Linked DNA regions of Mus musculus: region 1 is linked to region 2. Evidence: chromatin contacts called from public HiChIP or PLAC-seq data. All regions are on one chromosome and are shown on one strand. Each heading gives the region's core, a stretch centred on a gene start, on an enhancer-like site or on the middle of the called end of the contact. The rest is flanking DNA. Distances are from core to core; before and after follow the strand shown. Region 1 overlaps Tmem161b (transmembrane protein 161B). Region 2 holds the start of Tmem161b (transmembrane protein 161B).

Region 1 (6,468 bases), core at 3,167-5,666, 63 kb before region 2:
TACAACAGCAATTGCCTGGGAAGTGAACTAAAGGCCTATCTATACAGGTGCTATGGTACATCATGCTGTTGAATAAGAAAAAGGGAAGGCAGAGAAGCCATGAAAATGTGATTCTGTTTGAGCGTTTTCTGAACTGAAGGTCAGAAATGGGAATGAGACAAAAACTTTATAACCCATAGTGGTTTCTTTCCCTTTTTAAGGTTATAAAGGCACACAGATTTAAACTCCAATGCAAAGGCACTGTTGGCTAGAAAACATAAAGACATAACAATTTAACAATACATTTCCACTAGAATAAGTGAGACAAACGAGCCAGTCAAAAACAATAATAGTACAAAGATGTAAGGGTACGTGCATCCTCGAAGCTGTCATTCCAAGTGACCTGTCTAGAAGAAGTCTGTTCCCTGGAGTGTGGAACAAGGACTGACTGGTAACACAGTGAAGATGGCTATTTCACAGCTATGGAGGAGAACAACACAAACTTACTAGAATAAACTAGAAAATGACTGGCTCATTTTCCAAGTTCAGGATCTGGAATCAGCTACTGATTAAGTATCTTCTAACACATCCTATGGTAATACAAGTATCTGATCATGTGACCTGATGGAGAGTCTCAAGCAGGAATCTGAACTGGGGTATAGGTGAAGAACGGGCAGAAGGTAAGGACAGCAGTTGCAGGCAAGCCTGAGCAGAAAGTGAAAAAGAAGCTCACATATGACAGTGTGTGGAGGCAGAGGCAGAGACAGGTGACCACCCACTGTGAGTTCAAAGTGAGCTGGGGCTTCAATAAGACCTAGTCTCTATCTATCAATCAATCAATCAATCAATCAATCAATCAGAGAGAATGGGGAGAAAGAATTCTTCCCAGATTCCAAGGTAATAGTGGTCTTTAGGATAACTTCTGGTTTTCCTTTCTGGCTATAAACACACAAAGGCTGCATGTAGCCCCATTTTACTTTTTCCATACTGTACCAGAATATAAGCACAAATTTAAGCACATATCCAATCAGAACAGCAGCATATCCATGGTACTTCTGACTACAAGCACTATTCCATATACTAAGTACTTTATGTGACAGAAAAACCATATCACTTTCTTTTTGACCAACAGTCATTATTTCATCAACTGCCACATGGATGCTTGACTTTAAACAGATTTTCTCTGTGTACTCTGGCTGTCTTGGAATTTGTGTTATGGACCAGGCTGGCCTCAAACTCAAGACATTCACCTGCCTCTGCCTTCCACATGCTGGGATTAAAGGTGTGCTCCACCACTGGCCAGCATAAACAGTTATTTTCAACTAAATTATTAACTTACAACTAAAACAGGATAAGATGGAGGATATCTAGGCTGTAATTTTGATTAACTGTTTATGAAATATAGCAGAAGCAAAGATAAAACAATGGAGAAAACAGTTTCGATACTATCCCAAGGGAGGATGTTGTATATAAACAAATTGGATAATGAATTTCTATACTGCTACATTTGGAGGAGGGTGGGAACAGAGAGAATTGCGAAACTCACTAGGCTGCCCAGCCTGACCTTAAGCCCCTCATCTTTAGGCCTCCCTCATGACTTTAGAGCCATGACTCTATTATCAGATGTGCATCCTCAGGTCTGTCTCCCACAAAATGGTTGAGTAACACCATTAGTCAACTATTTAACGTGTGAGTCTGCTATCTCATCTAGTCAATGAGAATGGCAACTATGAACAATTATTACACAAAAGACCAAGAAAAAAATGCTGAGAATCACTGACACAGCATAATTGGTTTCTGACAAATGCTAGTTTCCTTGTTCTTCCTAATTTTACTTGTAGCCTGTCAAGTTAAACCTATTATTAAGATTTACTTGTTTAGTTATATGTAGGATAGACACTACTTCTTCAGGGAATACTTCCCTAGTTCAAAAGAATTATGTAAAAATAAAAATGTCATGGTCATCACTGGTTCTATTCTCCAAGGCAATTGAGTATATACTACATATAACACAGTGCACACCATGCAGCCAGTGATTTGCCAGACTTCTCGACTTTAATTCTGACGACACAATAGTGAAAAGAGCATCATTAAGCACTATTCAAAGGGCTGCATTACATGTGATCTTTCACTGAATTCTACCAAGAACCCTGTGAGGTAGATATCACTTCTTTTTCCAGATGGGGAAACAGAGACCGAACAATTAAAATCAGCCTCACGTGACAGTGTCAATGAGAAGCCGGGCTAGAGTGCAAAGCAGCTCTGAAGCTTTCGAGAACTGTAATAGAACCCACGACACGCACCCAGCACACAGCTCTGAAGCTTTCGAGAACTGTAATAGAACTGTAATAGAACCACAGCACGCACCCAGCACACAGCTCTGAAGCTTTCGAGAACTGTAATAGAACTGTAATAGAACTGTAATAGAACTGTAATAGAACTGTAATAGAACCACAGCACGCACCCAGCACACAGCTCTGAAGCTTTCGAGAACTGTAATAGAACTGTAATAGAACCACAGCACGCACCCAGCACACAGAGTAGTTATTAATGCCTGGCAATAAACCGCTTCTTTATTTCTTTGACATCTTGTTCTGCTAAAACATAGTTGTCTAACTGGGGATACATGAGCAGGTAATAATAATAATAATAATTTAAAGATATTACTTTAAATTTTCCTAAGTATGTTGTAGAAAAAAATTTTGTTAGAGATGGCAACTATAGTACTTACTGTATAAAAATATGTCTCTAATTTATTTGAAAACATTTTATCTAAAAGCTATGAATGAAGCAAAAGGAAATGTTAAAATTTTCCATGGATAAGGAAATAAATACTACTTTAGTTTTCATTGGCATTACTTTCCCTCCATAAGTTTCACAGTAGAACAATAATAAAAGCACCGTAGAAGGATCCAAATAGGCAAAATGGCAGATGATAATTGGACATCAGGAGATAAATCTCAGGGTGTATATAGGCTAATATTAGTATAGAATAATATTTGTTAGTATTCTTTTCAAAAAAGTTCAAAAATAGGTTAGAAGATGGCCTGCAGCTTCAGGCTCAAGCCTTATCTTCACCACTTACACTAGTATTAAAGAATAAAGTACCTCCCCTTATCATAAAAGCAGGCAGACAAAAAACTTTAGAAGTGTGACATGTCTTCAATTCTGGTATTCAGGAGGAAGAATCAGGCAGATCTCTGTGAGTTCAAGACCAGACTGATCCACACAGTGAGTTCCAGGACAGTCCGGGCAATATACTGATACTCTGTCTAAAAAAAAATGAACAAACCTACCTACAATTAAAAAAAGCAACTTTGATGTATAGTGAATTAAAACATAGGACTCAAGTACCCATACTTACAGAGGGACACTCTCTCTACCCAACGGTGGGTTCATGATATAGTCTTTGGTGATTGGTTTCACCCAGAGCAGAACCATAAATAAAGGTGCCAAGAAGTTGATATGAAGTAATGTTCTGAAAATATACAAGAAATACACATAAAGATCTAGAAACAAAATGTGCAAGTGTAACTAGGGTATAGCATTTCTAATTATTTACTGTTAACCAGAATCCTTAAGAGCTGAGTCATTATCTTAGTGTTTCAGGTGAGAACATACGGACCTAGAAAGTTCAATGACAATCCCTTAAATCCAGGACTCAATGATAGGTGTTTTAATGATTATCTACAGTGATCACAAGGGAATATACATACACGTCATCTGAAAATTTTCAACACAGCTAAACTGAACATTTGCTTATTATTCACAAATAAATGAGAGTGATTAGAAGTCTTATCAGAAGGCAAATGGCAAATGAAACACAACAGTTTACAACTGAGCAACCTTGCAATATGCAATGATCATTTATAATGCCAAAATTACAAATGACTCAAGATTTGTTATTTCTTGGACTGTTATAAACACAGATGAAATTAATTTACCATATACAAATAAAGATAATGTACCCCCCCCCCCCTATTTTTGGTTCTATGGAACACACCTTGTTATACAGCCTAGCCTGGCCTTCATGCTACTCTCAGCCTCACAAAAGCTGGAACTACGGACATGAGCCACCACACTGGGGCTACATTCCTAATGCAGAAGAGGGATATCAGGATTAAGCTGCAACCTCTCTGTTAACTAAATCTGTATCCTACAGATACACATGGCTTGACAAAAGTTTTCTCTTTGGAACAAAAGACAGACTTGTTACACTATTTTAATACAACACACTGCTTTCATTATCAACCATAGAGAAGGCTTAACTATAGGTTTTAAAACACACAGACTTTTAAATATTACTACACAGACAAACGGTAGGGACAGGTCTGGAGGACACAGGGCTGAGTCAGGAACAACCCAACCACAGTACAAGCTGCACTGCCTTGCCATAGGGGTGCAGTCTGCGCTGCTCCTTTGCCACTCAGGCTACCCACAACAGAACTAGCTTGCCCATACTGTTACAGCATGACAGCGTGAGTGCTGTACCACAACAGGAGGCTGTAAAAAACTGGAAATAACACAAAATCCCAAATTCCCACAAGGAAAACCCTTAAAATAAAGCCACATTTTACTGAAGATAGATGCATCACCCTCTCTCCAACCATCACTAAATGCTTTATGTTTTATAATGTGATTCTTTCATCCCACAGTCTTGGTAAACCATGGAGGGCAGGGAAGAAAGAGCAGTATTAGGTATGCAGTGTTGCTAGGGAACACTCCAGTATCAAGGAGCAGCCCACAGCGGTTTCAGTAGCTTGTGAAGGGCTCCCCTCCACCCACCCTTTTCAGCTTATTTAAATCCTAACACTGGGGTTAGTGGACTGCAGTGTGTGTGTAGAGGGGGGGGGGGGATCAGGTTTTGTCTTAAAAGAAGCCTTTAGAGAGCTGGGTGGTGGGAAAGGCAGGGCATAGTGAAGAGCATGCTGAGTAAAAAAAAAAAAAAAAAAAAAAAAAAAAAAAAAAAAACGTGGGGGAAGATGAAGTAGTGTGTAACAGGGGCGGGGCAGCTAGGAACAAGTAAACATCTAAACACGGAGAAAATGGAGTCAAGGGGAAAAGTGAAAATTAAAGAACATAGGTAAAAGCTAAGAATGTAAAGAGAGGAATTAGGATCTTAAAGTATCTTAAATACAGTGTCCTCCTAGAGGAGCTTACTGACTATACATATGTATATAAGATGGAGGGTTCAAGGACGACCTGCAGTGCAGGTAAGAAGATCCTGGGTATAAACGAAAGCAAATACAAGCTCACCCTTCTGTCAAGGTGGGAGTGGGTGGGTAGGGGAGCAGGGCGGGGGGAGGGTAGAGGGGACTTTGGGGATAGCATTTGAAATGTAAATGAAGAAAATATATAATAAAAAATTGGAAAAAAAAGATGTCTCTATTCATAAACAAACAAAACTCCAATCAACCAAATAAACAAAGACCCCTAAATAAGGACAGAAAACAGCAATGGCTTCAGAGCCATGAGCAGAGGTTTAATGTTTTCTCCTTAGAATCAAAATAGGATTTGGTGGTTAAACTAACTGGATACAGGGTGTTGCATATTATTTACAATCTGGAAATAAAATAATGAATTACTTGAAGTTTAACATGCAGATCAACAACTTAAAATCATTCTTACAAATGTAACTCAGGCTTAAAATTATTTGTCATAAATAAAGATATTAAAATATCTGAATCAACACATAAACTTTAAGTATTAAAAAAAAGTTTTTTAAAAAAATTTTTCTATGAGATTTTCAATTTGAATGTAGAGATCAAAATACTATAAATCTCTGAATTAAAAAGAATATAAACTTTAACATTTTCATTTAAACAGGTAAAAATTAGTTTAACAACAAATGTATTTTTAACACTAGCCTGAAATTTCAAAGAGAAACTACTTATAGCTGACTAAAAACAGGTGTGACATCAAATATTTATTAATATTAATTTTTAATAAAATAATTTATTTTATCACAATAATATACCTTAATTAAGATGGAAAACATATATTTATCTGCATGTGCTTATGTACATTTTCCGCTTACTGTGTAATTTTTTCTGTTGCCATATTCAGGGCATCCAGATGCATTTGAGCCAGCCGTAATCCAGGAAATGTCAAAAAAGCCCCAATGAGTGAACAGAAAACAGCCAGGAAAAATTTGAAAGTAAGTTTTGAAACAGGGCCCCTAGAAATAAAGTTTAAAAAAAAAAAAAAAAAACAACTGATAAATTTTTTGATAACTTACTAAGAACCATTTTTTCTATCCAGGTAATTTACAAGTCATGACAACGTCAGTACATCAAATTATGTACTACACACATACATACTGATCTTATTCTTAACAGGTCATAGTGAACTAACTATAAACTAAACCAGATATTTCTTAAATAATAGCCAACAATCCAAGCTACACATCAATGACATATGGCTCAGATATAAGTTAATTTCATCTTTGGACACAGTGGGATTGTAAGAGCAAATATAGCTAAGAATTTG
Region 2 (6,642 bases), core at 1,678-4,177:
TATTAAACTGCTACATTGACTAAACAAGCCACCAGGGATCTGTAACTCAAAATGTTGCTCTAATTGTGCTACTGTTCTCTCATAAATCAAAACCAATGCAAGATTTCCATCACAACAGAAAGTGGAACAGAATTAAAACACTTGCAGTATGCTTTCTACCAAATATTTTCACATACTGAAAGCAAATAATGTAGTTCAGTATTTTTGGTCTACGTCACAAGCCTATGGTCCTTTGCTCACAATACAAGAACCTGATACACACAGCACATCTATGAAGTTTGGGGGCTACAAAACCAGATCAGAGAATGAGAGGGCAGAATAAATTTATAACCAATTAAACATCAGTAAATCCAAAATATTCACTGTGGGGTAGCATTTATAAGACATGAAATAGCTGGCCTAATATAAAGACAAGGATTCTCAGACTACCCAAATGATGTGTGTGTGTGTGTGTGTGTGTGTGTGAATATATATGAATGATGTTTTTAAAGGAACTAAAAGAGCAAGGGAACCATATTAAATCTTTTTTTCTTTTTTACTTATTGACTTTACATCCCACTCACTGGCCCCCTCCCACAATCCTTCCCCTGACCCCCACCCCCACCCCGAGCAGGTGGGGCCCCCAGAATATCCCTCAACCCTGGTAGATCAAGTCTCTGTACCACATTAAATTTTAATCAGAAACTTGTATTTGTCATGAAATAAGGTTCTAAGTCACTGAATGTAAAGAATCAGAAGATGACTAAAAGCCAATTCTACTTTTGCCAGGAATTTAGAACTTCTCAAAGAGTTCAAACTCTTACCAAATGCATGTATGTAAACTAATGGGTAGAATCTGGGTCTTGAGAGTTCATGTCTAGTGAGTGTTCTTCTCACTGTATGGTTCACAACTTAAAACAAACTGTTAATTCAACCAAGCTCAACCTAAATTCCGACCATCCTTGCTTTATTTTTTTAAAGGATTCCAAGCAATGACGGCAATTCCATACACAAACATCAACTTCATAGCGGTGAACAACTTTAACTTTAGTCAAGTAACTAACTCAAAAACAAGACAGATCAATGTCACAATGGGGACAACCAGGCCCCACATTGTGAAGTGTCACCAAGAGATTAGCTGAAAATATATCTACTTCCTTAGAGCGGCCAGAATGGTTCTGTGGCTCTCTGGATGCAGAGAACACACTCTAATTCAGCTTCCCTGTGACTATCGTGTATTTAATCATTTTATTTAGATACTAGTGTCAACTTCCTAGACAAGACCAAGTTTATTAGACCTCACCTCAGGTATAACACTGCCTGCTTCTAAACTCCACATTCTTCCTTCTGTAAAATTTGAAGAGATGGGGAGGTTGCTAGACTTTAATTCCTTCTAGTTCTAACGTTCCCTCTCTAATTTCACTATCTCAAATGAAAACAGAACTCTCTTAAGGAATCTAAGCCATACTATTCAGAGGTTCAAAACACTAAAACAAACAAACAAACAAACAAAAACATTAAAAGAAACAAGTCACCTGGTAGTTTGCAACTGGAACCAGGTGATTTTTTTATTCTCTAGTAAGTCATACAAAACAGCAATATTAATCCTGAAAAAAGGGGCATGGCCAAACTGGGAGTAGTGGCATATGCATTTGATCCCAGCACTTGGGAAGCAGAGGCAGACAGATCTCTGAATCAGAGGGCAGTGTGGTCTACATAAAAAGGCAGCAGCATAGTCAACTAAAGCTTGAACCCAAGATAGAAGTCTCTGCAGATGGTTTGAAATCGTTCATGTGGCTGATTGCCTGTTCAACTTTACCAGAACCCTAGGACCTTGGAAATAGCAACTATCTTTTTTAAATCCTTTTATGTTCCAGGAAGTAGTTGACTGCAGTCACCAGCCCCTACACAACCACCTGCCTTCCTCTCATAGTCCCCCAATAAAGCCAAACTTAGATGTTTCGAAATCCCATTCATTTCATCAATTAACTCCTGAACTGTGTGATCAGTCAGCACCCATTGCTTCTTATCTACAGTTGATTAAGACGTTCTTTGTACAAGTCCCTGAACCTTGTCCTTTCAGACTAAAACAGCAGAGAACTCTGAGAATGACTGGCCTCACGGTAAAACACCCTTCGGTTACTCCTTTCCCTCCAATCTCTCACACCAGGTTCTTTTTATGTTTACGTATCCTTCTCACCTAACCTTTAAGACACTTGCAAATAATATGGCTCAAGCTGTGCTCCCTCCTTCGATAGAGATGTACAATAGGAAATTACAAATTTTTCCTTTCAAGTTAAATCTGTTGGGACTCAACCTGGACATTTTCTTTAAAAGTGACATTGATTTTCAGTTCTGCTCTAGTTGAGTGTTAAGAGAAGCCAATTTTGTCTTAAGTGCCTCGGCGTTGCTTGTCTCCAAGGAGACAGGCAAGCGTGCAAAAAGGCACTGCTGCGTCCTTAAAATCTCAGCCAAAAGCCTGCGGCGGGAAAAGGTGGCAGGGACAACGTGGTGGGTAGAGCAAGGTCATCAGTGGGCCACCTGGCGCCACAGGACACACGCGAGGGCAGACTCCTTAGACTGGGTACTCCGACAGACCCGCCCCTCTCCAACCCCACAGGTCCCTCGGCTGTCTGGAACCCCGGCGGCGGCCGCGCGCACTCTGGGAAGGTTGGGGTCCTGCCAGCGGTTCATCCCAACGCTCCAGCAGGTTCCATTCCCAGCAGGGACATCAACCGGCTCCTTTCACAGACTGACCTCCCTGTCCTTTCCTCCTGAAGGTTGTCACTCTCATCCTCACAAGACTCACCATAACGCCAAGAACAGGTCGTGGGACAGACAGTCTAGAGTCCCCGGGACCGTCCAGAATCTCCCCTTCAGGTTCTGCAAAACGGAGCTCTCGAAACCGCGAAGGGAAAGGTCTTCCGGCTCGGCCGGAAGTCCTGCCCGCATGGGACAGGAAGTTCCTCCCTCTCCGGACCGCCAGCGACCCCACGCCACGCAGAGAGGAGGAGCCGCAAGGCGTTCTCTAAAGCCACTTCCGTGGGTGTGAGGCTAGGGCGGGGGGCGGGGCTGACCTTGAGAACGCAGGGGCGCAGGCGCACAGGTAGGTGGGCGGGGCGGGGCAGGGCGGGGCGGGGCGGCATGCCCGCAGGATTCCTAGGTAGGTGCGGTATTTTTCGCGGGCGCTGGTGGTCGGTTTGTGCTGCTGCAGGGATCAGCTGGGTGGGTGTAGCCCTCGTACTCTGACGGTTTATTGAGGGTAAAGAACCTTCTTGGCTGTATTCATGCTGAGATCATTCAGAAATTGTTTAGCTCAGCCAGCCTCTTTTCTGTCCGCTTTCCTTACGCAGTACCTTGGAATCTCAGTTAAAAATTCATGCTGTCCAAGCACCTTCCTCTCTTAGGTCAATGGAATGTGACCTTTAGAAGTTCTTTGCTCTTCACAGACGCCAGCTCAAGCCAGAGGATATCTACAAAGAGCAGAGGAGCTAAGAAGAAAATTCAGTATGGACATTTCCTACCTACTTAATACCAATATGAACAAAAAGGGCCTTACAACATTCTCATATACATACATACATAAATACACACACATTTATGCTTTATGACACCTCCCTCCTTCCAAATCTGTACCAGTGAACTTGCCTTTATATTGTGATGAGGGTTAACCATAGAGGTAAGTTTGAAATAAGGACACAGAGCATCTTTGGCCCAGAAATTATCACACCGTTTAACGATCCTTATGGAAACATGCTTATCTCACCCTTCTCCGTGAGATACCTTTTACCATAATGTGGTTCTCTTGTGGAGTCAGAACTGGGGAGGAAATTCATCTTCAGCAGTCAAGGTTGCACAAACTTGCAACTATGAAACAGCTATGATGTTCAACCTCTAACTGGCCCAAGGACCCTGGGAAACAATCCTGAGCTACCTAGAGATGTTAGATTGGTGCTGTTTCAAAAGGATACAGAAACAAAGTTTATACATTATGTTAATTTTTAATGGTGGGGGGAGATAGGGTGACAGGTGATAGAGAAATTATAAGAAATGAGAGAAGCTACTCCGAGACCAATAGCCTTGAGGAATAGTTTGTGAAACTGAGAACTTCCCCAAGGGTTCTGTTACTGCTTTATAGAAACAAGCCTGTTAATAGACAGGCCCCAGGGCAACTGCAGTATAGTAAAGAAGGACTCCGGTTGACCGCTCCTGTATCTGGGGGAAGCCATTGCTATCCTTGAGAAAGAAAAGATGGAGGTGGCGAGTGCCTATCAGCCTGTCAGTGACATCACATTCTGTGAAGTCTTGTCTTTCACTTGTGACACAGTGGGTCTTCCATCTGTCCTAAACCTGGCAGCCTTGTTAAGGATCAGAAAACATCTTCTCCTATATGACAGTAGGATAGGAATTATTAGCAGGATAGAATCCATTCCTGCCAGAGGAAAAACAAGAAATCAGTTTTTACTACCTTATTACTTTCAATAGACTGTCAGATTCTATATTCTCTATTTTGTACATGGCGCATTGATTAACAATCCTTGGTTAAAATACTTTAGTTTCACATAGTGTGTATATGTTTACATTTACAACTGTATCAAGTCTTTTTGTCCTATTAAAAAACAATATATTCTACTAATTACCTGTTTTTTTTTATTGACCATTTTCTATTTCTTAAATGTATAGAAGTCTTTGACAAAGATTCAGAGAAAGAATTATGAAAAGGAAAGAGAGGAAATGTGATGATGAAGATGAAAAGATCTTTTTGGCAAATTAGTTATGATCACAGTCTTTGATAAAAGTCATGGCTGCTTACCATGTGGGGTTTGTGATAATTTAAAATGTCCTCTCTACGAACTGATCTCAGATGTGTATAAATATCAACAGAATAGTATTTACATGAGCACTCTGGCCTGAAACTCTTCCAATTTTAAAAATCAATTTTTAAAAGTCTTAAACCGTCTTAACAAAATGTGTTAATAGTTTTACCTCTAAAAAAAATTCAAACACTTTTCTCTTTCCTTTACTGAATATGATATGTTTTATTCTGTGATTTCTATTTCTTGTAAATGGTAATTAGTCTGTAACTATGTGGAAAGTTGGGTTTTGTTTCCTTAGGTAAATTGTACTTAAAATTCTTTATTGGCCATCTTAGAAAAATCATGTACCAGTAACAATGATTTATTGGTCATGTTCTGCCATATATGGTTAGTGGAACATTTTGCAATTGTTCCAAAAAGCCACTAGAGGAAAATGGTTGCCTTTTAAGTAGGATCAGAGGATGGGACCTTTGTGGTGTGCTGAGTGTCCTTGTCAGAGAGAGAAGAACTTGCTTCCTCGTTGTTTATTCTGCACCATGTGAGAACTTAGTCACAACTCATTTGCCAACAACAAAGGGGTCCATTTTCACCCCCACCAGTGATACATATGGGAACTAATTTTGTGGTTTAAATCACTCAGTTTATGGTACTTTTGTTATAGTATCCAAAGTAAAGAATGCAAAATTGTGTTCAGTGTAATTGCTTTGACGTGAATAAAAAGCCCTACACTCACAGAGAAAGATAATTGAAAATGTATCCATTACCATTCAGCATTCATTTTCTAAACTGTTCTATTTGAAACAATTATTAAAAAAAATTGTCCATCAATAAAGCTTCTTAAAGCCTACCTATATTGCTCTTACTTTTCTAATTTAGGAGATAAGGTCTTCAGAAGTTAAACCAGGCATATGACCCTAACCCCAGCAATTGGAGGGTAGAGAGCCAGGAGTCCAAGGCTAGTCTGGGCTACATAAAAGTCTCAAAAGTAAAAATGTACTGCATTCCTTCAATAATAGTAGCATTCCTGAGAATCTTTATTGCCATGTTCCTTCCCCCCCCCCCGCCCCCCATTGATTTTAGAAGTTGAGTGCAATGACAAATCTTGTACAAGCTGTATAGTGTATATTTTCACAGGATCTGGGGTAGGGGGAGCCAAAGACAAGTGTCCTTCCTCAAGAGCTGCCCACCATGCTTTTAAAAAGATATAATCCTTTTGTCTCTGTCTCCACTGTCTTTGTCTCTCCCTCCCTCCTTCTCTTCCTCTCTCTCTCTCTCTCTCTCTCTCTCTCTCTCTCTCTCTCTCTCTCTCTCTCCAAGAAACAATAACAAGTGTGTGTGTGTGTGTGTGTGTGTGTGTGTGTGTGTGTGTGTGTGTTGTTTGTTTTGGGGATTTGGTTTTGTTTTACGCATAGGTTCTAAGATTCAAACTCAGAACAGCCAGCATTTTACTTGTCCGAGGATTCAAACTCAGAACAGCCAGCATTTTACTTGTCTGAGTTATCTTCCCATAATGGGATCTTGATGCCATTTGAAACGTTTTCCCCCTCCCTCAAGTGCCCCCTGGTCCTTCCCCATCTATCTACTCATCTTCATGTTCTTTCTTACTTTCAACATAAACAAAAACTTTAAGACAACAAAGCAAAACAAAACAAAACAAAAAAAAAACCCAAAAATGCAAGCAATCAAATAAAGCTACCAAACTATAACAGGAAAAAGCCCCCCCCCCAAAAAAAACACAACAGGACCTCAGAAAATGAAAACATTTCTGTGTCACAGAGGACTCCATCAAAGCAGCAGCCTATAGATTGAGAAAAAGATTTACCAGTTATACATTTGACAAAGCCTT

What was found. HiChIP or PLAC-seq counts read pairs in DNA pulled down with a chosen protein or histone mark.
Region 1: an H3K4me3 HiChIP or PLAC-seq map of embryonic stem cells shows a contact between it and region 2, with 6 times the contacts expected there. The contact joins the enhancer-like site here to the promoter of Tmem161b in region 2. A contact is called at or near these places in 4 of 39 promoter capture datasets (3T3-L1-derived adipocytes, the HPC-7 cell line, liver and 1 more), 5 of 484 Hi-C or Micro-C datasets (the G1E-ER4 cell line, brown adipocytes, embryonic fibroblasts and 2 more), 3 of 115 datasets of contacts at active chromatin or transcription factors (embryonic stem cells, epiblast stem cells and intestinal villus epithelium) and 3 of 9 other capture datasets (adipose tissue, liver and pancreatic islet).

The regions. Positions count from the first base shown.
Region 1 is chr13:84,283,674-84,290,141 of GRCm38.p6, reverse strand. It overlaps Tmem161b (transmembrane protein 161B), which reads right to left. Exons shown (of 12, transcript NM_175187.5): 8 at 6,017-6,157; 9 at 3,344-3,457. Among named protein-coding and RNA genes, the nearest start is that of Gm41011, 57 kb to the left of the region's middle. Within about 2 kb of position 4,416, at least 48 of the 459 cell types and tissues checked have an H3K27ac peak or open chromatin away from gene starts, as enhancers often do. A contact at or near this core is called in embryonic stem cells, where this site is marked.
Region 2 is chr13:84,218,581-84,225,222 of GRCm38.p6, reverse strand. It overlaps Tmem161b (transmembrane protein 161B), which reads right to left and starts at 2,927. Exons shown (of 12, transcript NM_175187.5): 1 at 2,789-2,927. The coding sequence starts at 2,791. A230107N01Rik (RIKEN cDNA A230107N01 gene) reads left to right here and starts at 3,048. Exons shown (of 2, transcript NR_138587.1): 1 at 3,048-3,085; 2 at 3,333-5,642.